Linked DNA regions of Sus scrofa: regions 2, 3 and 4 are each linked to region 1. The links are chromatin contacts, called in public targeted proximity ligation maps. All regions are on one chromosome and are shown on one strand. The core of a region is the stretch at or near the end of the contact, and the rest is flanking DNA. Distances in the headings are between cores, read along the strand shown. Region 1 holds the start of LOC100523310 (guanylate-binding protein 6). Region 2 holds the start of GBP1 (guanylate binding protein 1, interferon-inducible). Region 3 overlaps LOC110260389 (a long non-coding RNA gene). Region 4 holds the start of GBP2 (guanylate binding protein 2, interferon-inducible).

Region 1 (3,628 bases), core at 673-3,172:
TCCCACTCCCGGGCGTATATTCAATCCAAAGGCTTGGACTCAAGGAAGAAAGCAAGGCATTACACGAACGCATGAAGCTGCGCCCTGTGGGGAGTGGACACCTCCTTTGGAGGAGGGCAAGCCTCTCACTCCTGGATTCAGCAGGTGGGATCAGAATGGGCCCTCTCAGGTGTCCAGGTTGGCCTTCATTCTGGGCATCAGGGGCCCCTGATGAGTTATCGTTAGGAATGTGGTCTCTTCTAAAAACTATGGACTGAATTACACACTATGGTTTGGTAGCTCCCCTGCCCCCGCTACTTTAGGGCTGCACCTGCAGCATATGGAGGTTCCCAGGCTAGGGGTCGAATTAGAGCTGCAGCTGCCAGCCTACACTACACCCACAGCAACGCTGGATCTGAGCCGCATCTGCGACCTACACCACAGCTCACGGCAACGCCGGAACCTTGACCCTCCAAGGGACACTTGGTCACATCCTCCCAGCACCCCTCCAAGGGACACTTGTGAAGTGCACTCGAGGAGTTCTTCAGAACATGCATGCTGGGACGTGTAACGGTAACCAGCTCAATAATTCGAATTTTGACTTTTCCACTTTCTCTCTCCTACTCTCCCTTTCCCCCTTCTCCCTTCCTCTGGCTTCCTGCCGTCACTTCTCAGATAACTATGTGCATCCAAGTCTCTTTTTCTGGGAAGGAAAACCCAAGAGGAAACATTCTCTTCATCAGAGCTTATGACCTCACTACTTCTCTCTTCATCTCAATTAACCTTTTTTTTTTTTTCATCTTTTTGCCTTTTTCTAGGGCTGCACCCACAGCATATATGGAGGTTCCCAGGCTAGGGGTGTAATCGGAGCTGTAGCTGCCGGCCCACACTAGAGCCACAGCAACATAAGATCCGAGCCGCGTCTGCAACCTACACCACAGCTCACGGCAACGCCGGATCCTTAACCCACTGAGGGAGGCCAGGGATGGAACCCGCAACCTCATGGTTCCTAGTCGGATTTGTTAACCACTGAGCCACGACGGGAACTCCCATTACAATTAACCTTTAAAAACCTATATTATAGTCAATATTAGGAAACACATAAGAGGCAAAATTAGTATTGCATGATGTGAGATATGGGTGAGTTCAGTCAAGTACTTTTCACAGGAAAATTCCTCTCTTACCAGATAAATTATGATTTTTGAGTTACCACGTGGTGGCAGTGTCTGTTAGCCTTTGTGTCTTAGATTTGGCCTGTGCTTCTTCCCTGGGAAGCTGATGTTGGAGCCTAGAGAATTTGTCTTGCATGTTACAGTTTGGTAGAGTTTATAGATTCTGTATGCTATAGTAGAATTATGTAAATTGTAGTGTCTGTTTCTACCAGTTCTTCTCCACCTTTTCTTTTTTAATTGCTTTTTAGGTCCAACGAGAGGAGAAATTGTTGTATGAGAGACAGGAAAGAACTGTTGCAACTGCAGTCTTTTTTTTTTTTTTTTTTTTTTTTTTTTTTTTTCAGGGCCGCACCTGCTGCATATGGAGGTTCCAAGGCCTGGGGTCCAATCAGAGCCACATCTGTGACCTACACCACAGCCCACAGCAACAATGAATCCTTAGCCCACTGGGTGAGGCCAGGAATCAAACCTGCATCCTCATGGATGCTAGTTAGACTCGTTTCCGCTGAGCCACGACGGGACCTCCAGATTTAAAATTTTAAGAGCTCTTCATGAACAAGGGCATCCAGGGATCCACACTAAGAGAAAAATGCTTGAGATATGCTTGGCTTATACAATTTTGCTAACATTTGTGCCATGATTTTCTCCTTTCCTGTTTGCCAAGGGAACTTGTGCCACCCTAAGCAAACTTACACGTGGGGAGGCCCAAGGAAAGCTGGGGCGTGTGCTCAGAGGTGATGCTGAGCACTGGCCTTTCGCAGCCTCCTCTCACCCTGCGCCATCACCCCCGTTGGTGCTGTGCTCGGTGCTCCTGGCGTGACTCTGCGAAGGCAACAGCAGCACGGATCACTTTCATTTTCACTTTGAAGACAGCTCTTTACTGGGAGAGAGGACGAGCTTGTTCAGTCTTTTTTAGCCTTGACACTGGAGGGAGAGAGAGGTGGAAGGAACAAGTGAGACAGGCCACCGGAACCATTCTTGGACCCTTGGGGGTGGAGCAGGTATGTCCCTCTCTTTCGTGTGCAAACCAAGGTTGATTTCGGACTCAAAGTGACAACCGAGGAAGGACAGGAGTCCTGGTGTCTGGAGGGCAGGGGTCTGAGGCTGGCTTTAATCCAAGGGTGGGGTGGGGGTGGCGGTGGGGGAGGTTCAGCTTCTCTGGACCAGCAGGGGCGGCAAAATGAGGGTCAGGCACCGTGTGTCCTCCTGGCTGTCCTGCTCCTTGGCAGGGTCCTCATGGGAGTTGTCTGCCCTGCTTTCAAGCTCGGCGACTGGCAATAGAATTCAGAGAATAAGACAGTTCCTGCCAAGGAGGTTATAGGACTTATCATGTAAAGAGGTAGTTTCATTTTCATCTTTCTATTAGTCATACTTCCGAAAGCTTCACAGTGAGAGCTTTGTGAATATCTCTGTAGAGACAAATTTGGTCCCCACAGTGCTGAGCTTTATTAGTTAAAAATCACCATCTCTGGAGTTCCCTTGTGGAGCATGGGTTAAGGCTCTGGCGTTGTCACTGAAGTGGCTCGGGTTGCTCCTGCAGAGTGGGTTCGAACCCTGGCTGGGGAACTTCCACCTGTCCCGGGGGGGTGGGGGGCAGCCAGAAAAGATGACAGTCTCATCAAAACACTCTTTCTCTTCCTCTTTCTCTCTCCCCAGCTCCCCGCCCCCCGCCCCAGTTCTCTCTCTCCCCCTCCCTCTTGTATTTGCGGGTTGGTTTTCCATGGTTATATTCTGGTTATTTAGTCATTTTTCGCATTTAGAACATGTATAAGTCTGGATTTAACAATCCCTTTAGATGATTCTTCTGCAGATCAAATTTTGAAAACCAATCCTGAGCAGGACTGAAAAGCTGCATTTTGTGAATTTGAAGCTTAAAATTCTGTGGCTCATTCACAGCTAAGAAATCACGGAGCTGTTTTGCTTCTTTGGGGTGGAGTGTGTCTGTGTCTTTAGGAGCCAAGCGAGCAAAAGGGAAAGGACTCGCTCGGAGAAGAGTGCGCATGCTCGGAGCGAGGGGCACCCCCCAGGGCATGGTGACCCCCCCTTCCGTCTATTTCTAGTCCTGCGAGTGGTGGGCGGTTTTGATTCGGGGTTGAATGGTGGAGGGAGGACAGACCTGGCTGCAGTTGCTCCTCTTGCATCTTCCTGCAGCTTCCTCGTTGTCTCCTTAGAAGGGCTCCGGGGCTCGTGCTTTACCTCTGTGTATTCTGACGCCCCACGCGGAAGAACGAGCCGAAAGGAGCTGGGGCAGGGGCAGTGTTTGACTTGGCTGCTTTCTTTGTGGACCTTGTTTCTTAGTCCCTCGAGGTCTACAGTCTGTGTTGAAAAGCGTCCTGCGACGGACTGACCTGTTCAGTGCAATTCCTGCAGATCAGCCTCCATCTAATTCAACAGACATGTGCTGAAATCCTCTTTTGTGTTGCATGCTGCACTCAGACATAAGCTTATGGTATCTGATCTTATTATCGAAACCTCTT
Region 2 (3,628 bases), core at 337-2,836, 250 kb after region 1:
CTAGCATCCACGAAGACATGGGTTTGATCCCTGGCCTCGCGCAGTGGGTTAAGGATCTGGCATTGCTGTGGCTGTGATGTACGTGGGCGGCTACAGCTCTCATTTGACCCCTAGCCTGGGGATTTCCATTTGCTGCAGGTATGGCCCTAAAAAGCAAAAAAAAAAGCTGCATAAAACCACTAAGTTAGAAAGAATCTGGGTGTGTTCCAGCAGCTGAAAGACCCAGATAAATCATAGTTTTCAAAGGTCATTAAAGTCACTCTCTGAGAAACATTTTAAAAGATAACAACATCGGGAGTTCCCTTGGTGGCTCAGCAGGTTATAAACCCGACTAATATCCATGATTATGAGGGTTTGCTCCCTGGCCTCACTCAGCGGGCTGAAGGATCTGGCCTTACCATGAGCTGTGGTGTAGGTCGCAGGGCTCTGATCCCTTGTTGCTGTGGCTGTGGTGTAGGCCGGCAGCTACAGCTCCAATTCAACTCTTAGCCTGGGAACTTCCATATGCTGCAGGTGCAGCCTTAAAAAGGAAAAAAAAAAAAGAAATTTTTTTAAGATAAAAAGATAATGGTGAAGAGGGAGCAAACACAGAGTATTTAGTCCTATTTGTTAAATCTCAGACACTGACCTCCAGGTTAGAGAAACACCTGCGCACGCCGGGATCTGGAGAGAACCTTGTAACCATCTCCCTTTCTCCTCACTCCCCTCTTCCTCGTCCAGGGCGAGAAAAAGCAGTGAGCTTAAGGGTAAACAGAGAATCAAATCTGTATCCACCTCTGACGAGCTTGGTTGACAGGAACGGGCATCATCACCCACCCTCCTCATCATCACCCACCCTCCACTGTAAGATGGAGACAGTCCCTCTTCTTTTGCCTGGTTCCGGTCAGGACTGAATTGAACATTAACACAGGTAACTCTTAGAAAACAATCAAGACATAAAGCTGTGACTTCCCCTGCTCTTTGGCAGACACAGAAAGGCAGTACAGTGAAGTGGTTTGACAGAAGGGTGTGAGATCAAGGATGATTTGGTTCAGATTATTTACAGGGCTGCGATGTGGGACAAGAGGGTACATTTTCTGTGCCTTAGTTTCTACAAAACGATGGGGAAATGTTTGTTCTAAGTTATTGAACGCATGTAGAGCGGTCAGCACAGAGCCTGGAACCTGAGCACAGGACATGCAGCCCCTTCCTGCGTGTGGGAATTAAGTTCCAGGGACTGTGTGTTCATGAAAGCGCCAGATCTGTCCTCTTCTTCACTGACCCCACACATAAAGGAGGAGCCTGGTTCACTGTGAGGCCGTTTTTAAGGAAATTAAACTTAAAGATGAGGAGGCTTCCTCATTCTAAATAGTTTTTCAAACAGACCCCAATCCTGAGATATAGTCCATTATATTTAAACATCTAGTAGACATGTTTTAAAACAGCAAATGATCTCTAAGATCTCTTCCCCCCCCCCAAAAAAGAACGTGAAGATCATGCCAAATCCATTTACCTTCCTCCCAGGATGGCTTTTAGAAATTCCTTTTATGGTTGTTGAGTCATTGCTTTGTATTCATTGCTTTCAGTTTCATATTTATTCTAAGTCTATTACAGAGGTTGCTTTGCTTCTGACTCGGCTCTAGAGGGAATCAGTAAAGCTCCTCGACACTGGCTGTGTGGACTAACAGTCAAACCCTCCCGTGAAACAGAGAAGTTACAGAGAAGTCCACTCGTCTCACTGAGAAGAGGAAAGAACTCTCAATGAGGTAAGAACTCTCCTTTTCCTCAAAGCAGCTTTCTCTCCAGGGCTGCAGGAGCCCTGCTCTGGGAAATGGAGCCCCAGTTCAGGCTGGTGCAGGAGTGGGAAGGGATTTATAAGGGTCAATTCGTTTTCTAAAAACTGAGCAGCATCAAGACGGGCGGCAGCTGAGCCTGCTGTGAGCCCAGGGGTCAGATGAAAGCCTGCTGTTCCCAGCCGGCAGCCCATCCGCGGGCGTTTACTGTGCTTGTGTGCGAGGGGAGTAAATCAGAGCTGCAAGTGCCCTAGGACTGTCTTCCTCTTTGCTGATGCTCTGTCTGTGTTGACTGCACGGGTAATTAAATTACCATTGTCTTTGATGGAACCTGCACAAGAGTGATCTGACTGTAGCTAAAAAACTGAAACTGCTACAAATATGTTATGTTCACTAGAAGGAAAGAACAGAAAGCAGATACAGTGCAAACAGCTACCTGACACTGTTAAAGACAAAGGAAAACACTGAAACCCAGGAGCTCCTGTCCTGGCTCAGCAGTTAACCAACCCAACTGGGATCCATGAGGATGAGGGTTTGATCCCTGGCCTCACTCAGTGGGTCAAGGATCCAGTGTGGCTGTGAGCTGTGGTGTGGGTTGCAGGTATGGCTTGGATCCTACATGGCTGTGGCTGTGGCTGTAGCTCTGATTCGACCCCTAGCCTGGGAACTTTCACATGCTGCAGTGTGACCCTAAAAAGCAAAAAAAAAAAAAAAAAGACGAGACAAAACCTGAAACCCAGAGTGAAAGACGTAGATTCACAACCACACTGCTCTTTGGTCATACATTTGCCTTTTGTTTCAAAACGGGCATCTTCTTTAGAAATAGTGCAGATTCACGCGATCAGCCTCCTGGACCAGCTCACTGCTCACCCTTAGGAGCCGAGTTCAGCCCCACCACCTTCCTACCAGGCGCCCCTGTGAAGAACCTTCTGCGCTGCTGCACTGCAGGCACCACCTCTTCACGCTGCCCTCTCTGTGCTCTCAGGGGGCTTGAGCTTGTTTCCTCAACGCTTCCCCTCGACTCCTTGGTTTGGCAGCGGCTTCATTCATCACCGGCTCGTCTGGCGGCTCTCTCTTCTTCTCACCTCCCCTCCTCTTCCCTCCTCGCCCCCTCCCGATCCCTTTTCCTCCTCTTCCTGCTGCTTCTCTACAAAATGGGGAAAAGAACCAAATGGAAAACTCGAAAGTATCTGGCCAGAAATACGGATGTTTCCTTTCAACAACTTTCTTCTTCAACTCTCCTTATCTGCCTCCTGAGTTTTTAAACTGTCATTGTCTTCGTTCCCTGACACACGCATATACAGGCACCTGCATGGTTTTCAGCGACATGCAATCGTTGATATTGCGGAGTTTTCCGCCACTTAGTTGGAGGCAAACTGATTGGGAAGTTTAAGTTCAGGGCCCCTTGCGTATACAAGCCCACACCAAGGCTTGGGAAGGGTCCCGTCACACATTTTTATAAAATCTGCAAAAGTAAGTTATACTGGTTTCACTTCCAGAATAGTCGCGTGTGGACGACCCGTGTGGCTCACAACAATATAGTTGCGTAAGAAGTTCTGTGGATCCTCATTCGAACCAAAATAAGGATAACTAGTGGGGGAAAAAATGACTAAATCTCTGGAAACTGTTCACAGACAAGCATCAAATGATGACCTGTCCGTGAACATCCTGGCCAACAGGACGGATCACTAAATAAATAAAGAGACAGCGAATTTCTCACACGGAGCCAGGATGCACCATAAGTCTCTCTGCGTCCTATTCTATTTTACATTTAACGTCCAGTGTAAAATTTTTAATGAGAATCCAAAAGGGAAGGTTTTCATGGCAAACTAAATGAAAGATCTTGTTCACGAGGG
Region 3 (3,628 bases), core at 320-2,819, 240 kb before region 1:
CGTGGGAGAGGCCGAGCAGCAACGAAAGACACCTGTTTGGAGCCAATGAGGTCTGTCAGGAGATTAGCCCTAGCACGTGTGAGGTGCACAATGGCTATTTCTTCACTCCTCCCTTCAAATCTCACGCAGGAAGATCTCCCTTGGCCACTTTTGTGCAGCGAAGGGAACTCTGGCAAATGCCGTTCGGGGTCACCACAATGACACTTATCAAGCCATCACTGCAGGTCAGTTGCTTCCATGTCCTGTGGCTTTTCCGTGACACCACATCGCCCCTCTCCAAACAGCCCTTTAAGTTACTTGTTCATTCTTCCTAGTTCGGTGTGGTTTAAGTGCTGAGACGGCAGGGCTGCAACAGAGCAGTTGGGAGGAGCTAATACTGTTACCCGCATTCATTCCACAGATGAGGAGACTGAGGCTTAGACTGTAAAAACTTTTCCTTAGGCACAGATCTACTAAAAAGAGAGAGAGTTCCCGTCGTGGTGCAGCAGAAACGAATCCAACTGGAACCATGAGGTTGTGGGTTTGATCCCTGCCTTGCTCAGTGGGTTAAGGATCTGGCGCTGCCGCGAGCTGTGGCGTAGGTCACAGACATGGCTCAGATCCCAAGCTGCTGTGGCTGTGGTGTAAGCCAGAGGCGGTAGCTCCAATTCGACCCCTAGCCTGGAGTCTCCATATGCCAAGGGTGCGGCCCTAGAAAGAAAAGAAAAAAAAAAAAAAAAAGATCTCTTAGTTATTCTTACACCAGAGCCTATCTGGCCCAGAAGCATTTGCTGTAACTTTCTTCCTAGCTGTAGAATATGCAAAGCCATTGAACTCAGCTCAGGAGTTCCATTGCCTGTGGCTCCTGCAATTGTGATGCTTAGCTTGCTAATCTGGTCTCCCTCTAGAGCTAGAACAGACCTCAGCATGATGCCGGCAGGACTCTAGGACCACAGAACAGACTTTTAAAAAAACGTCTCAGGCTTTCTTAGAGCAGCTTTAGGTTTTGCAGCAAAGCTGAGCAGAAAGTAGGAGTTCCCACAGCCCCAGCCTCCGCCCACGCGCAGCCTCCCCGCCGCTGACTCGGGTTAGTCTTTTTACTTCAAGGATAACTTCTTCCCGGTCCTTTCCTTTCTCAAGGATTAAACTGGGGCTGCGGATTCACACACTCTCGCTCACTGGATCCTGTGTCACTGCCCCGAGGCTGTCCCACCTGCCTGGGGCGTGCTGCTCCCTCCTGCAAGGTGGACCCAGAGCCTGCAAGAGGATGTGCTGGAATCACAGACGGACAGATGGCCAGGTCACTGAGTGCCTGCTGGGCGCTGAGCTGCTGCAGGTCTGGGGCCAGCCCTGCCTATTAGCCCTGTTAATTTAAGCAACCTACGCCTCCCAGCCTCCTGCATTTTTTTTTTTTTTCTAGGAATTTGTCAGCCCTGGATTTCCCCTTTTGCTTTTCAGCTTCTCTTTGTGAGTTGGCTCACTTGTCCTCCCGACTTGCCTGCAAACTCCTTATTCAACGCAGAGCCCTGAACAAGTGCTGCCGCCACCTGCTGAGTCACAGTTCCCGGGCCTCCCTCTGGCTCCGGGCTGAGAGGAAGAGCAGCAGCGGCCAGCCAGACACCCACACCCTGGGGCAGAGCCACACTGGAGAAGCCCTGGGGTGAAAATGTGTCACCGGCCCTGGGGGTGGGAGATGAGGGTGGGGGCGGTGACGTCATGCCTGATCTTTCTGCCAGTCTGAGGGAAGGTCGGGCTGCAGCTTGACTTTTGAGGGGAAAGGGGATGAAGTCATGGATGAGCTGAGAGTCAGGGGCCGAGGTCACATGAGGTTTGTCCACCTGGAGAAGAGTGGGGTCGTGTGCTCTTCCTGTTTGGGTCCAGGAGGGAGGGCCAGCGTGTCCTGCACCAGCGTTTGCCTTAGTGAGAGGCTGGGAGGCCGGGAGGCCCTGTGCCTCCCTGGAAGGCGGCTTCCTGCCCGCAGAGCAAAGGTGTCTGAGGGAGCAGCCGGCCCGGGCAGCGAGGGCTCGCCGAGCTCTGCGGTTCTGCTCAGGACGCTCAGGGCCCCGCTGTGACTTTCACAGGCCCCTTCCTCCATTTAAAAAAATAAAATAAGAATTTTATTTTATGGCAGAAAAGGTTCCCACGGTGGCGCAACGGGATGGGTGGCATCTCTGGGATGCAGGTTTGAGCCCTAGCTGGGCACCATGGGTTAAGGATCCAGCAGTGTTGCCAAAACTGCCCTTTGGGTTGAGACAGTGGCTCAGATCTGATCCCTGGCTCCGGAACTGTGTGTGCCTGGGGGCGGGGGGCGGGGGGAGGCAGCCAAAAAAGAAAAAAAGAAAGTATCTAACGACTGTGTTGGTATAAAGATGAACATAATCCAGATTGGAATCATTCGTATACAGGTGTTATTATCTCCCTTTTCTTCTGATTTCAAAAGAAAATTAAAACCTTTTTGTGGGTCTTTAAGAGGCTTCATGGGCCTCGCGGATACACTGGCCCTGAGGTCGGGGATGTTCACCTTCAGAAAGGAACTTGGGGCTGGAGCGAGCATGCGCAGGACACACCCGGCACCGCGCCCTCGCTCCGCCGGAGATGCCGTGCGGCCATCGGGCCAAGAGGCCGAACGGAACCGCAGCCTGTGTTCCCTACGGGACACGGAGCCAGCAGGGCGGCCCGTCAGCAGCAGGCCTGCTTACGGGGACTGACTTGAGGGGAAGCGCCCTGATGCTGGGTACGAAACTCTCCAAGAGGAAACGCTCGTCCTTTCCGCAGGCCAAGGCAGAGAGGGATGGGGGCCGGATTGGGAAACTGTGCTACGTGATCCGTCAGCGTGGAGGGAACAGCATAAAGCGGGAGGGATCACTGCATTACTCACATTCACTCACCCAACAAGTATTTTTTGAACACTGCCCATGTGCCAAGCATCGGGCCTTGGGAGATACTAGTTCTGGCTTTCGTGGAGCTTATGTAAGTATTACTCACTGAATCCTCCAAGGTATCTATATATGGTATATTTATAGCCACGGGTAAGTTAGGAAAAGGGGGAAGGAGGAAACCATTGGAATAGGTAATTGGTATTAAGTACTGTCACCCAGTACCTGCCAGCCTCCTCACCACCCGGTGAAGCATGAATGAAAGGCACAGCCTGCCTCTGTTGAGGGTACTGGTGGCACTCACTGTGGGTGCCCCACCTGGAGCGAGATGCCTCACCAAGACACACTCGACACCTGGGTGCAGTGCCAGTAGAACATGGAATTAAGAGTCTGCTGGGCAGGAAAGTTCTGCAAACAGAAGTCACGTTGCAAGGAGCAAACCTAGCTGGGGTGAAAACCCTGCAACATACAGGACAGGAGTCTCAGATCAGCCTTGTCTCCATCAGGCAGGCGCCAAGGATCAGGGCTCATGCAGTTCCAAGCAGGGAGTCAGAGACCCCAGATCCCAAACCTGGACACAGCAAGGTGAGTGCCAGTCCTACAGCCAGAGCTTTTGGCTCTTGACATGTGTGTGCATGTGTGCACGTGTGTGTGTGCACATGCACAAGTGTGTGTGAGTCCATATCAACTGGGGGGACAGGGAACGGGGTTCCAGGCATTCACATGAGCTAGGGATCTAGCAGTTTCTGGAAGAACCCTCCTCCCCCCCCCCC
Region 4 (3,628 bases), core at 677-3,176, 230 kb after region 1:
CAGTGCACTTCGGGATCCTTCCTTGCCTTTGGTCATCATCCTTCTGAGATCCTCCTCCATCACCCACCGTTCCTTCGTCTTCCAACCAATTCTGTTGCTTAACAAGGGCCCCGGCTTTTTGCCTACTTCATTTATAATTCTTAACAAACAAGCTCTGCAACTAGCTGTGGTCTCACGGTTTTGACCTATACAGACTTCTTCAATTTTGTCATGAACACAACCTAGGTGCTCCTTGAATCTGTGTCTCCCAGGCCACAGTCCTAACAGATCTCAAAGATCTCTTTATTTCAATCAGGTCGCAGTTTCTGAAATTTCGGTTAACACTCTGTATATTTTCGACTCAATTATATCACCAGATTGGGACCTCCTTGTTCTAAGACTGATTCTTCATTATCTCTACATATATCACCTCACATGTTGCTTTTAATTATCTCAAGTAATGAAGCCACTATTATGAAACATTATTTTAAATAATCAAAGCTTCTTTTCTCTCTGAACTCTGCTCCGTATAGAGTATTTATTCACACGATTTTAGGCATGATCTCTTTAACCAGAACTTGATGATTTGAAGATTTTGATAATTTTGTAAAGTTAAAAAGAGGTGGAGTTCCCGTCGTGGCACAGCAGAAACAAATTTGACTAGGAACCATGAGGTTGCTGGTTCGATCCCTGGCCTTGCTCAGTGGATTAAGGATCTGGCCTTGCTGTGGCTGTGGTGTAGACCGGTAGCTACAGCTTGGGTTAGACTCCTAGCCTGGGAACCTCCATATGCCACAGGTGTGGCCCTTAAAAAAAAAAAAAAAAAAAAAAAAAAAAAAAAAGCAAAAAGAATCTTGGTGATGCCTTAATGTTATCTTTTGAACTTCGATGTCTCAATCTCTGTAACCTGAACTGTTCATGATAAACATTTGTTAGCTTTTTGAGATACCAACAAATGCAGACTGCAGCCTGCCAGTTTTTGTTCTTATCCTAAAGAAACCAAGGCTTTCTTCTACTATCATTGACGACTTCCGATTTGCCCTGGCTGAGGGCTTAGACCTACTATGATGCGCATCTTGCCTCCTAACTGGCTTCCCTTTCTTCAGTGGATGATCACTCCCACCCCCACCCCCGCCAAATGGTTTTCATTTCTATGATCCGGACCCATCGCCTTTTAAAACAATGGCTCACAGGGACGGTTGGTAAAGCAGATGGTCTGTCTGATTTTATAACATGAGAAATAACGCTTTTATAAAGTGGGAATCCATCAGTGACTGACTCAGAAAAAAATGGCTACACAAGGATGTTATAAGCTCCTAAAATACAAGTTGTTAGCTCTTCTCACAGTCCCCGAGTTCTACTTCCTAGCATCAGAACAGTTTGCAATAAAGAAACGGAGTCTGACCTTCATTAAGTGCCTTTTACCAAAGGTAAATGTATATTTAAAAGTGTCAAGAAAGAGAGAATCTTACAACAATCCAAGCTCTTGGTTTAGACTCTGCCTCTCCTGGAACGTTATCTGGCACAGAGCTGCAGCAGCGGGCACTTCCAAGACCTTCTGCTGCCTGATTACGTTAGCATGTCATCTAGAGTCCTGTGCCAGATCAGGCTCAGCTGCAGCCTGTCTTGGGATGCTCATTTTAGAGAATATTTACTGCATTTTGTAAACCTCTTCCCACCCAGCCTTAATCTTACCTGGAGCAGAGATCCTTCAGGGTGAGAAAAAAAAAAAGACAGCTACTTCAATGTGAAAGTTATAGTGTTTAACCTCTTCCTTTTCTTCTGAGCTGAGCTGCCCTGGTTTCTCGTTTCTCTCTCCCTGGCAGTTTAGGCTTTACTTTATTCCATTGGAGTCCTGGAAGCATGCAGATTTTTTTCAGAAACCTGATGATGGGAAATCAAACCCAGCAGGCAACAGCTGCAAAGAAATAGACACAAAATGAAACTGAAAGCAGAGTCCACGGCAATTACTCACAAAGGAGCCACCAGGAGCTACGTTAATGGGCATGTCTGGAGTCATTTCTCAACTGGGATCTTTAAACTGTACTATTGGAAGATATCTTTGAGACTGCTTGCAGTAAAAATGAAAGTCCACTGGATCAATTAAAATAAGCCTATTTATGTCATGAGTGGGGCCAGTCTGAAAAGCATGGGGACGAGGAACACTTACTTTTTTCTGGGTCCGATTGCCTAGCGTGTTGGAGTCATTCGCAGGGCAGCTGGTTACTTACTCGTTTTAGTAAGTGAGGAATGTGAGTTCTCGGGGGAGTGACCATGGCTCACACACGTGGGAATTCTCAGCACCTAAGCCCGGGACGGGCACTTAGTGCTTAAGAAATAATAAATCACAGTGAGGAGAGCTGCCACTTCTTGGCCCACTTGTTTCAGACTGAGTGACAAGTTCTTCACCTAGATTGTCCCCTCCTGGTCTTATTACAGGTGTGTCTGTCACAACATTGCAGAGTGATTTCACAACTTGTTAAAATCACAAGGTACTGAGTAAGGTTTGAACCCCAAAACTCTTCTTCCAGAACCCATGCTATCCACCACCTCACTTAATACCTCTATGTTTGCTGACTGAACAATAATAACAATGTTTCTCATTTATCAGTGGCTTTCTAGGCCAGAGTATACATATGTAGTTTAAGACTCATAATTATGGTTTCGGGTATGGGTAATTATTATCCCCATTGTTTAGTGAGGAAAAAAGAGTCAGAAGGTAAGAAACATGTCTTCCTAAGTGTTCTTTGTGTATTCTAGAAGATCATATAGGCCGCAAATGTTGAGTGAGGTATTCTGTGGATACCGATTAGAACACAATAAAAGGCCATGAAATTTCTTCTTTTTTTTTTAATTCTACCCCTAGCCTCTAAGTTTCCATATGGATATATACACAAATAAATATCAATATAACATAGGTCTGAATAAAACAAATCTTTTCCTAAAATGGAACCTGCTCTTTAGTTGAAAAGAGAGTTACACTAAAAGGGAGATTAGAATCAGCGGAATGAGAAGGGTGAGTGTGGGCTGAAGAAATTCTAATGCTAAAGCGATGGTGGAGGCCCATTTAAAATATTATCCTGACTTAGAGTTAAATACTGGCAGTATGTGCCAAGCAGGAGTAGGAAGGCTGGCCAGGGATCACTGAACACCGTTACAGGCAGAAACGATGACTTCGGAAATAAATGGTCCTGGGTCCAATTTTATGCATAAGGAAAAGCAAGGAAAGGACTACAACCACATGCCATTCACAAAAAGCAACACAAGGAGGATTGCAGAACTATATGTAAAAGGCGAAACCGTAAAGTCTCTTGAAAATAATATGGAAAAATACTGTGACATATTAGAGAGTGGGGAAAGTATTCTAGGAGACAAAATACGCTACCTATATAGAAAAGATGAACAAATATGACAATATTAAATTGATATATTGTCAAAATACACCATCATCAAGAAAAGAGGCAATGAAGACTATGAGAAGACGTATGTAATTATAAATGACCCTTTCACAGACTATATAGGTAATTTCTACAAAAACAGATACTCAATGGAAAAATGGACGTGATGCCCACGCACTTCATACATTAAGAAGATGCCCAAGTGATGACAAACGTTAGAACAGGGCCTAATATCATGAGTGACGAGAGAA

Evidence for each region.
Region 2: a contact with region 1 is called in a targeted proximity ligation map of alveolar macrophages. A contact is called at or near these places in 2 of 5 promoter capture datasets (fetal skeletal muscle and liver) and 2 of 2 datasets of targeted methods (alveolar macrophages and skeletal muscle).
Region 3: a contact with region 1 is called in a targeted proximity ligation map of alveolar macrophages. A contact is called at or near these places in 2 of 5 promoter capture datasets (fetal skeletal muscle and liver), 7 of 47 Hi-C or Micro-C datasets (adipocytes, heart right ventricle, liver and 3 more) and 1 of 2 datasets of targeted methods (alveolar macrophages).
Region 4: a contact with region 1 is called in a targeted proximity ligation map of skeletal muscle, with 5 times the contacts expected there. A contact is called at or near these places in 2 of 2 datasets of targeted methods (alveolar macrophages and skeletal muscle).

What each region holds. Positions count from the first base shown.
Region 1 is chr4:127,175,415-127,179,042 of Sscrofa11.1, forward strand. It overlaps LOC100523310 (guanylate-binding protein 6), which reads left to right and starts at 1,923. Exons shown (of 11, transcript XM_005663706.3): 1 at 1,923-2,152.
Region 2 is chr4:127,424,818-127,428,445 of Sscrofa11.1, forward strand. It overlaps GBP1 (guanylate binding protein 1, interferon-inducible), which reads left to right and starts at 1,587. Exons shown (of 11, transcript NM_001128473.1): 1 at 1,587-1,745.
Region 3 is chr4:126,937,647-126,941,274 of Sscrofa11.1, forward strand. LOC110260389 (a long non-coding RNA gene) reads right to left here. Exons shown (of 3, transcript XR_002343637.1): 3 at 1-346. Among named protein-coding and RNA genes, the nearest start is that of LRRC8D, 56 kb to the left of the region's middle.
Region 4 is chr4:127,406,803-127,410,430 of Sscrofa11.1, forward strand. It overlaps GBP2 (guanylate binding protein 2, interferon-inducible), which reads right to left and starts at 1,927. Exons shown (of 12, transcript NM_001128474.1): 1 at 1,675-1,927.